2 separate regions of the Zea mays genome follow, and region 2 is linked to region 1. The links are chromatin contacts, called in public Hi-C maps. All regions are on one chromosome and are shown on one strand. The core of a region is the stretch at or near the end of the contact, and the rest is flanking DNA. Distances in the headings are between cores, read along the strand shown. Region 1 holds the start of LOC100284110 (fiber protein Fb2). Region 2 overlaps LOC100282607 (polygalacturonase).

Region 1 (3,246 bases), core at 280-2,779:
GCAAGCAATGTCTAATATATACATCCAAGGGCGTTGTTAAAAACTATATTCTAACAACATTTTCAGGGTACAGTAAAACTATGGGAGAAAATCTTCCATAAACAGGTGAAGCAAACTAGCATCGTGCGCTGAAGCAGAACCACCTAAGGTTCCTAACAAAAATCCCTTCTTTGCAACTGAAACCAACTTAGGAAACACATCATGCATATGAGCACGAAAACCTTAGACACCTAAAAAAGATCCAATCTTTGAATCTGGTATATTGTCTTAGCAGCAAAATAAGAAGCACAAACACTCTTCTATATACACAGAAGCACCTTGAAAACCAAAAGCACATCTATGCAACAGAATCCATGACCTATGACTAAAATTAGGCTCAAATGGAGACAAGAGAACTAGAAAAACACAACATTTGCAGCTAAAATCTCAATCTTAACAACTAAAAGGAGCCTCCAAACAATGTTTGGTACATAAGCATAAGCACCTTGTTCACTGGAAATAAAAGCAGCATAGCAAGCTTAGTACAAAAGCAAGCGTAACTTGCACAGCCCAGAATTCCATCCCACCATCTACTAAAATTTTAGACCTAGAACTAAAATGAGCTGATACATACAATGTTGTACACTTGTACTAGCAGAGGCGTCTTACACAGCTCAAAATCCCTATCTTTACAACTACCAATCCAACATAGATAAAAGCAGCTCACTCACACGCTATATGCAAAGAGCAGGACCCTCGACGTCCGAAAGATGACAACTATACGTGTAAGATCTAATATTGACAGCTAAATCAGGTCAAAAACGCAGGCATACTCCATATACTAATACAGAAATAAAAATCCAACATGTTCTGCGGCACTTCGTGGGATGAATAACCTAACGTCTACAGCTAGAAGAGCTCATAGTAGAAAAGACTAGAAATTTGCATCTTCCCATAAAAGAATGAGATGAAATTACCCCGGCATTGACCTCAGCACGGTGCTCGTCGTCCATATGGCACCACAGCCCCACCGCGTCCAGCTCCTCGCTGCAGAACGGGCAGAGCAGCTCGTCTCCAGCCCCGGCACCCGCCGCTCGCTCTTCTTCCTCCTCATCCTCTTCCTCGTCACTAGGCTCCACCTCGTCGAGCCCGATCAGCGCATCTGCGGCAGCACAAAACCCAGTCAAAACCTCCACCAGAAATCCTCGAAACTCCGCACATGACCCGCAAAATACTTGGAAAGGGGGAATCGGGTATCTGACTCACCGAAACGCGTGCCACGGTAGTGACTGGTTTCGGCGGTGAGGCGCTCGTACACTTCCATATCCATGGCGGTGGCGGCGCTGGTGCCGGAGCAGGGGGTCGGGCTCTTGGCCGAGCTGAGGGAGGCCCGCCCAAGCTTGCGTGGGCGAGCGGGGGGCGGCGGCGGCGGTAATCGTAGGGTTGAGCCGCTTAGGTTAGGGTTTTGCGGCGGATGCGGAAGAGAGATTTGTAGAGAAGAGAAGAGAGAGGGGGAAGACACCGACAAAGGGGAGGGACGAGAGAAGCGTGGGTGGCTGGGAGGCTAGAACTAACCACAGTGTGTTCGATGCAAAAAAATAAAATGCATGCCGTCAACACCGGTTCTCAAAGTCCTGCCGCACAACGCTAGGCATCGAGGACGTGCATGAGCCTGTGGGCCAAACCTGTCAGAGAACCATCGATGTGGTGTGATAATGAACTAACAGTTGTCTTTTGTAATACAGTACTGAGATGTTTTTAAAATGAGTCGCATCATAAATATAATCAAGAAATAATATATATGTAAAATATGGAGAGTCGCGTAGATATGTGTTTTTAATCAATCACTTCATAAATATAGTTAACACACAATATATATAGAGAGTCGTGTAGAATGGACTAGCTCTTGTATTTTTTTTTCCATTTAATCCCTCAGAGACTAAGGATGTTCCTAAAACGTCCAACCTATATGACAACTCTAATATTTTAACATAGATAAACATAGAATTTGAAGCTAATTTTTATTTATGTTATTAAGAATATTGTGAAGTATAAAAATAAAATTTTGTGTAGTTTTTTGTGTGCATTATTTTCTCCCTACAAAAAAATGTGAAAAAAATGAATTTGTATTTGTATACGAATCTTATATCAATTATTTTTATAAAATATAGAACAAATTTGAGGTTTACTTTTTATGAATATTATACAGGCCTCGGGCATCCCAACTGGTCACCTCATTCAGTCGGATACCCCATTCTTCGGCATCGTACCGACTGAAGGGGTATCCCCTAGGGCACCTCTTCATGTCGGTTTCAGTCGCCATGGTTTCAATCAGGCGAATCTCAGTCGGCCCCGTTTGTTACAGTAAACCAGAATCTTCTAAAGGCATATTATGAGGACCTTTGAGTTGATTGATGTTCAAATCAATTCAAACCTCGAGGGCTACACCCAATGGGTACAAAGATAAGACAAAGCTAAACTCAAAGGCAGATTGTGGAGACCTTTGAGTTGATTGATGCTCAAATCAATTCAGAGCTCAAGGACTACACCCATTGGGTGCATACAAAGATGAGACAAAGTTAAACTCAAAAGCATATTGTGAAGACCTTTGAGTTGATTGATGCTCAAATTAATTCAAACCTCGGGGGCTACATCCATTGGGTGCACCTACGGTGCACCTAATGGACACAAAGACGAGACAAAGCTAAACTCAAAACACAAATTGTGAAGACCTTTGAGTTGATTGATGCTCAAATCAATTCAAAGCTCGGGAGCTAGGCCAATACAGAGATGGAGCAAAGCTGCCTTCAAAAGCTTAGAAAAGTCAAAGGGTACCATTCTTCCTTATAGTGTCGAGCCAATTACTCTAAAAGTTGGCTTGAGCCTCAGGGGTTGTGGGGGTAGATATCCTTCGGGTCTTCATGAACATAGAAACGTATCATGGGCTGCCTGATGGGCTCCCCAATGGTTTGCTTTGCGGATAGACCATCAGACCGCAATCAGGTTGGGCAAACTTGATCCAAGGAGACGAAGACTGAGCGTTCGAGTTATGCTCTGGCCAAAGCACTGATATCTCGGGTAAGGAAGTTGCACATACCCAAAGAGTTATACATTCAGTGTTAACTCGGCTGAGGAAGTGATCGAACTCCGGATAAGTAGGACTACAGGCCGCGATAAAAAAGGAGATAGGTAGAATAGATAGTGATCACAACTTGTAAAGGGATAACTCTCTGGTCGTGTATATAAGGTCAAGGGGGACCCCTACAA
Region 2 (3,246 bases), core at 439-2,938, 270 kb after region 1:
ATTTGTCTGTCGTCCAATTGGCCCGACGCATATCATTGCAAAGGTCACGCTCGCACACCCGTTTTTACCTCCACACTGTTTTTTTTAAAGTGATCATATTTTCTGGCTGAAGTAGAGATGACAACGGCTAAATCCTTGCTAGGTTCTGCATCTCATACATATATCCACCACAAATAAAAACATATCTGTCGGATCACCATATCCACTAGTGGGTACAAATTTTCTCTCGTACACTCATATAAGTCAAAGTCACCCGTCGGATCACTCGTAACAACAAAGATTAAACTTGTACCAAAATAACGCCTTACACAAAAACGGTAGGTTTTGAACCAATCATCCATGGGTTTGATATAGTGATACATGATGTTTTATACTCATGGGATAATGAGTATGGGTGAATGCGGGAACGTTCCAATATCTACATACCCATTGAGTGAAGGATTTTGTCTAACAAAGACCTATGATAGGATATTTAGTCTATACACATCGTCTAATGGAGTAAATATCCATCGTCGTATTGCTATCTCTAGGTGGAAGATACTCTAACGGAGTTCTTAAATAGAGATAGAAGAAACAACTTGTTAGACTGTGCTCAGCGGATCGTGCATATAGCCGTATAAAACATTGGTTTGCATTATAGACTATTGTGTTTATAAAGTGAGGTCTAAAATAGGAGATATCCTTACTACTACTAGCAGTTATGTTCTTATCTCATCAGCTGTAAAAACTGAAGATCCACAGGAACAGTAATCCTCAGTTGGCACATGTCAGGGGGACTGATTGAGCCTGTCACGCCCAGCTGCCCCTGTCCACAGCATCCCGTCCGCTCCCTGCTTTGACTGCATTCAACAAAGCCTGCTGCACTCTGCAGCACAGCCATCTGAGCAGCCTGGATGGATGGATCTTGCGCTAGCTGATACAACGACATGTTGCAGCACATGACATGGTCAGCTCTGTTCAGTTTTGTTTTTTTTTGTTTTTTTAATCAGAGGCTGAGCATCTGCTGCTCGGTATGACGGTATCCAATGGTGTTCAGTTTTCGCGTAACATTCTGCTTCCTGCTCACCAACAGCAGCTTCGGTACCAGCAGCCCGTGTTCCAAGACAAGGTTCACTGAGCCTTTCATGGCATTTTGGGGTCATGCAGCACCTGCTGCTTCAGTCTTTCACATGCTACCCTACTGAAGTTTAGTCCATGTATCCAATGTTTGAATATCTATTAAATATAATCTCGATTAAGTTTAATGAATTTATCTCATCTTTTAGTCTCTATCTCTACAATTAGTTTTGTAATTAAACTATATTTAATATATGTAATTATCATTTAGACATTCGATGTTGTATTGACTAAACTTTGTTGAGTGGAACCGAACAACACGTAATAGATATACAACAAGCGCCAGCAGCATGACCAGCTAGCTAATCATCGGTGCCAGCTCCCGTGATGGTTCTGTTCACCGTCCACTGCAACTGCAAGTGACCGCAAAGCAGATGCGAATGCTGGCTGGAGCCTGGAGCTTGCGCAAATGGCGACCGCCCAAGACGGCGCCAGCTCAGCGGCCCGCCCGCCGCACTGCATGGCGACAAAGCGAAGCCAATGAAACCGCCCCCACCCCCAGGCCCCCAGTAGGCCATGGCCATGCTCGGTCATCTAACAAACTCTATGGACGGACGCCAATTTGTTTGGCAGCAACGGGAGCGAGGGCCTGGCCCCTGGCCTGGCTACATTCCGCAGGCGCCTGCCAGCCTGGGGAACCCAGGACCACGAGAACATGTGAGGTGTTGGTGTACTGGTTGTTTGTTAGATTGGATGGATCATGGATGGATGTACCCACAAGGATGACAGGATGTATACAGAGCCACTGGATCATGAATTCATCATGTGTTTTATTCACCAAATCGACAATCGTATGAAGCAACTCTCTGGACTCGACTCAACCCTCTACTACCACAAAAATTCCTTCTTACAGATTGAATGAAGAAATCATAACTGTACAAGCAAATTAACAGCTCGATGTCGACCGTCCGCCGCCAGGCTTGCCTCCCGCAAGAAAGGCGATGCAGCTGAGCCCTCGAAGCCGACGGCCGGAGAAAAACGGTGAACGATTCTTTTCTTCAACGACAGGGGCGCGCCTATAGCTTCAAAGAATTGTCGGGGGAGGAAAAGGCGGCTTGAGAGATCCTCTGAAGTGTACAGGGGACCGGGAACAGGAAAAAGGATGGACACTTTGTACTCTCTGTGCATTTACGCTGCTGCAATGGCGGCGGCGTGGAAGCTAGGGAGGGTGGAGCAGACGGAAGCGTCTGAGGATTGGGTCTGCAGATCCAGGCAAGGCTCGGGGAAGACCAGCTCGGAGTATCCGGAGACGTTGGAGCAAGACCAGTGGGAGGTGGGACTGGCCGAATCGGCCAGTGAGAAGTTGATGTTGGAGAGGCAGATGTCGGTGAACGGGTCGCCGGCGATTCCTGACAAAACGCCAGCGACCGAGATTCTTGTTCCAGTCATGTTCTTCAGGGTGATGTGGCTGACCACCGGGAGCGCGGCCGGGTCGAACTGGTCATCTGGGTGGCTTGGCCAGTCACCGGTGAATGCGATGGCGACGTCGACGTCTTCCATCTGGACGTCTGAGATCACGGTGTCTCTGATATAGCCTCCGCGTCCCGGCGCGGTCTTGAAGAAGACGCCTCTGGACGAAGAGTGGATGAGGAGGCGGTCCGCATGGATGTCCGAGATCCCGCCCGACATCTCGCTCCCGAACGCGAGAGCGGCGCCCAGTGAGGACTGCAGATCCAGTCTGCTTATGTGGATGTCTGAGGTTGGCCTCCCGAAAGCAATGCCTTGCTTGTCCCACCCGCTTTTTAGTGATATGGCGTCGTGGCTAACACTGATACTGCTGTCCTCGATGCACATATTTGAGCATGAATCTACAGAAAAAAAAACACATACGCAGAGAGGAATGGATCAGGTTTTGGCCATGGTTCTGCGGCGAATCACCTCAGGTGATGGGTTAAAATGTTAAACGTAGAGCATAGAATAATTTGCTGTCTCCACCAAGTACACAGCCACAACTGAAACTGGCTAGTATAACTTGTCTCAGTTAAGACATACTTTAAGTAGATGATACTCAGGATACATATCCAAAAAAATGTTCCGGTCACATGGATTTTGACTAAGGTAAGGAATGCATGATGATCAAGTGCTGCGTTACCTGGAACGATTCCATGATTAAGTGGAGCATCCAATGAA

What was found. Hi-C and Micro-C count contacts between places; a contact is called where the count stands out from the background.
Region 2: a contact with region 1 is called in a Hi-C map of ear, with 2.4 times the contacts expected there. The contact joins the enhancer-like site here to the promoter of LOC100284110 in region 1. A contact is called at or near these places in 2 of 25 Hi-C or Micro-C datasets (ear and tassel).

Annotation. Positions count from the first base shown.
Region 1 is chr10:22,424,758-22,428,003 of Zm-B73-REFERENCE-NAM-5.0, forward strand. It overlaps LOC100284110 (fiber protein Fb2), which reads right to left and starts at 1,530. Exons shown (of 5, transcript NM_001157007.2): 1 at 1,246-1,530; 2 at 957-1,141. The coding sequence starts at 1,309.
Region 2 is chr10:22,697,558-22,700,803 of Zm-B73-REFERENCE-NAM-5.0, forward strand. It overlaps LOC100282607 (polygalacturonase), which reads right to left. Exons shown (of 6, transcript NM_001155515.1): 5 at 3,209-3,246; 6 at 1,863-2,924. The coding sequence ends at 2,245. Among protein-coding and RNA genes, the nearest start is that of LOC100282607, 3.8 kb to the right of the region's middle. Within about 2 kb of position 1,689, at least 12 of the 20 cell types and tissues checked have an H3K27ac peak or open chromatin away from gene starts, as enhancers often do. A contact at or near this core is called in ear, where this site is marked.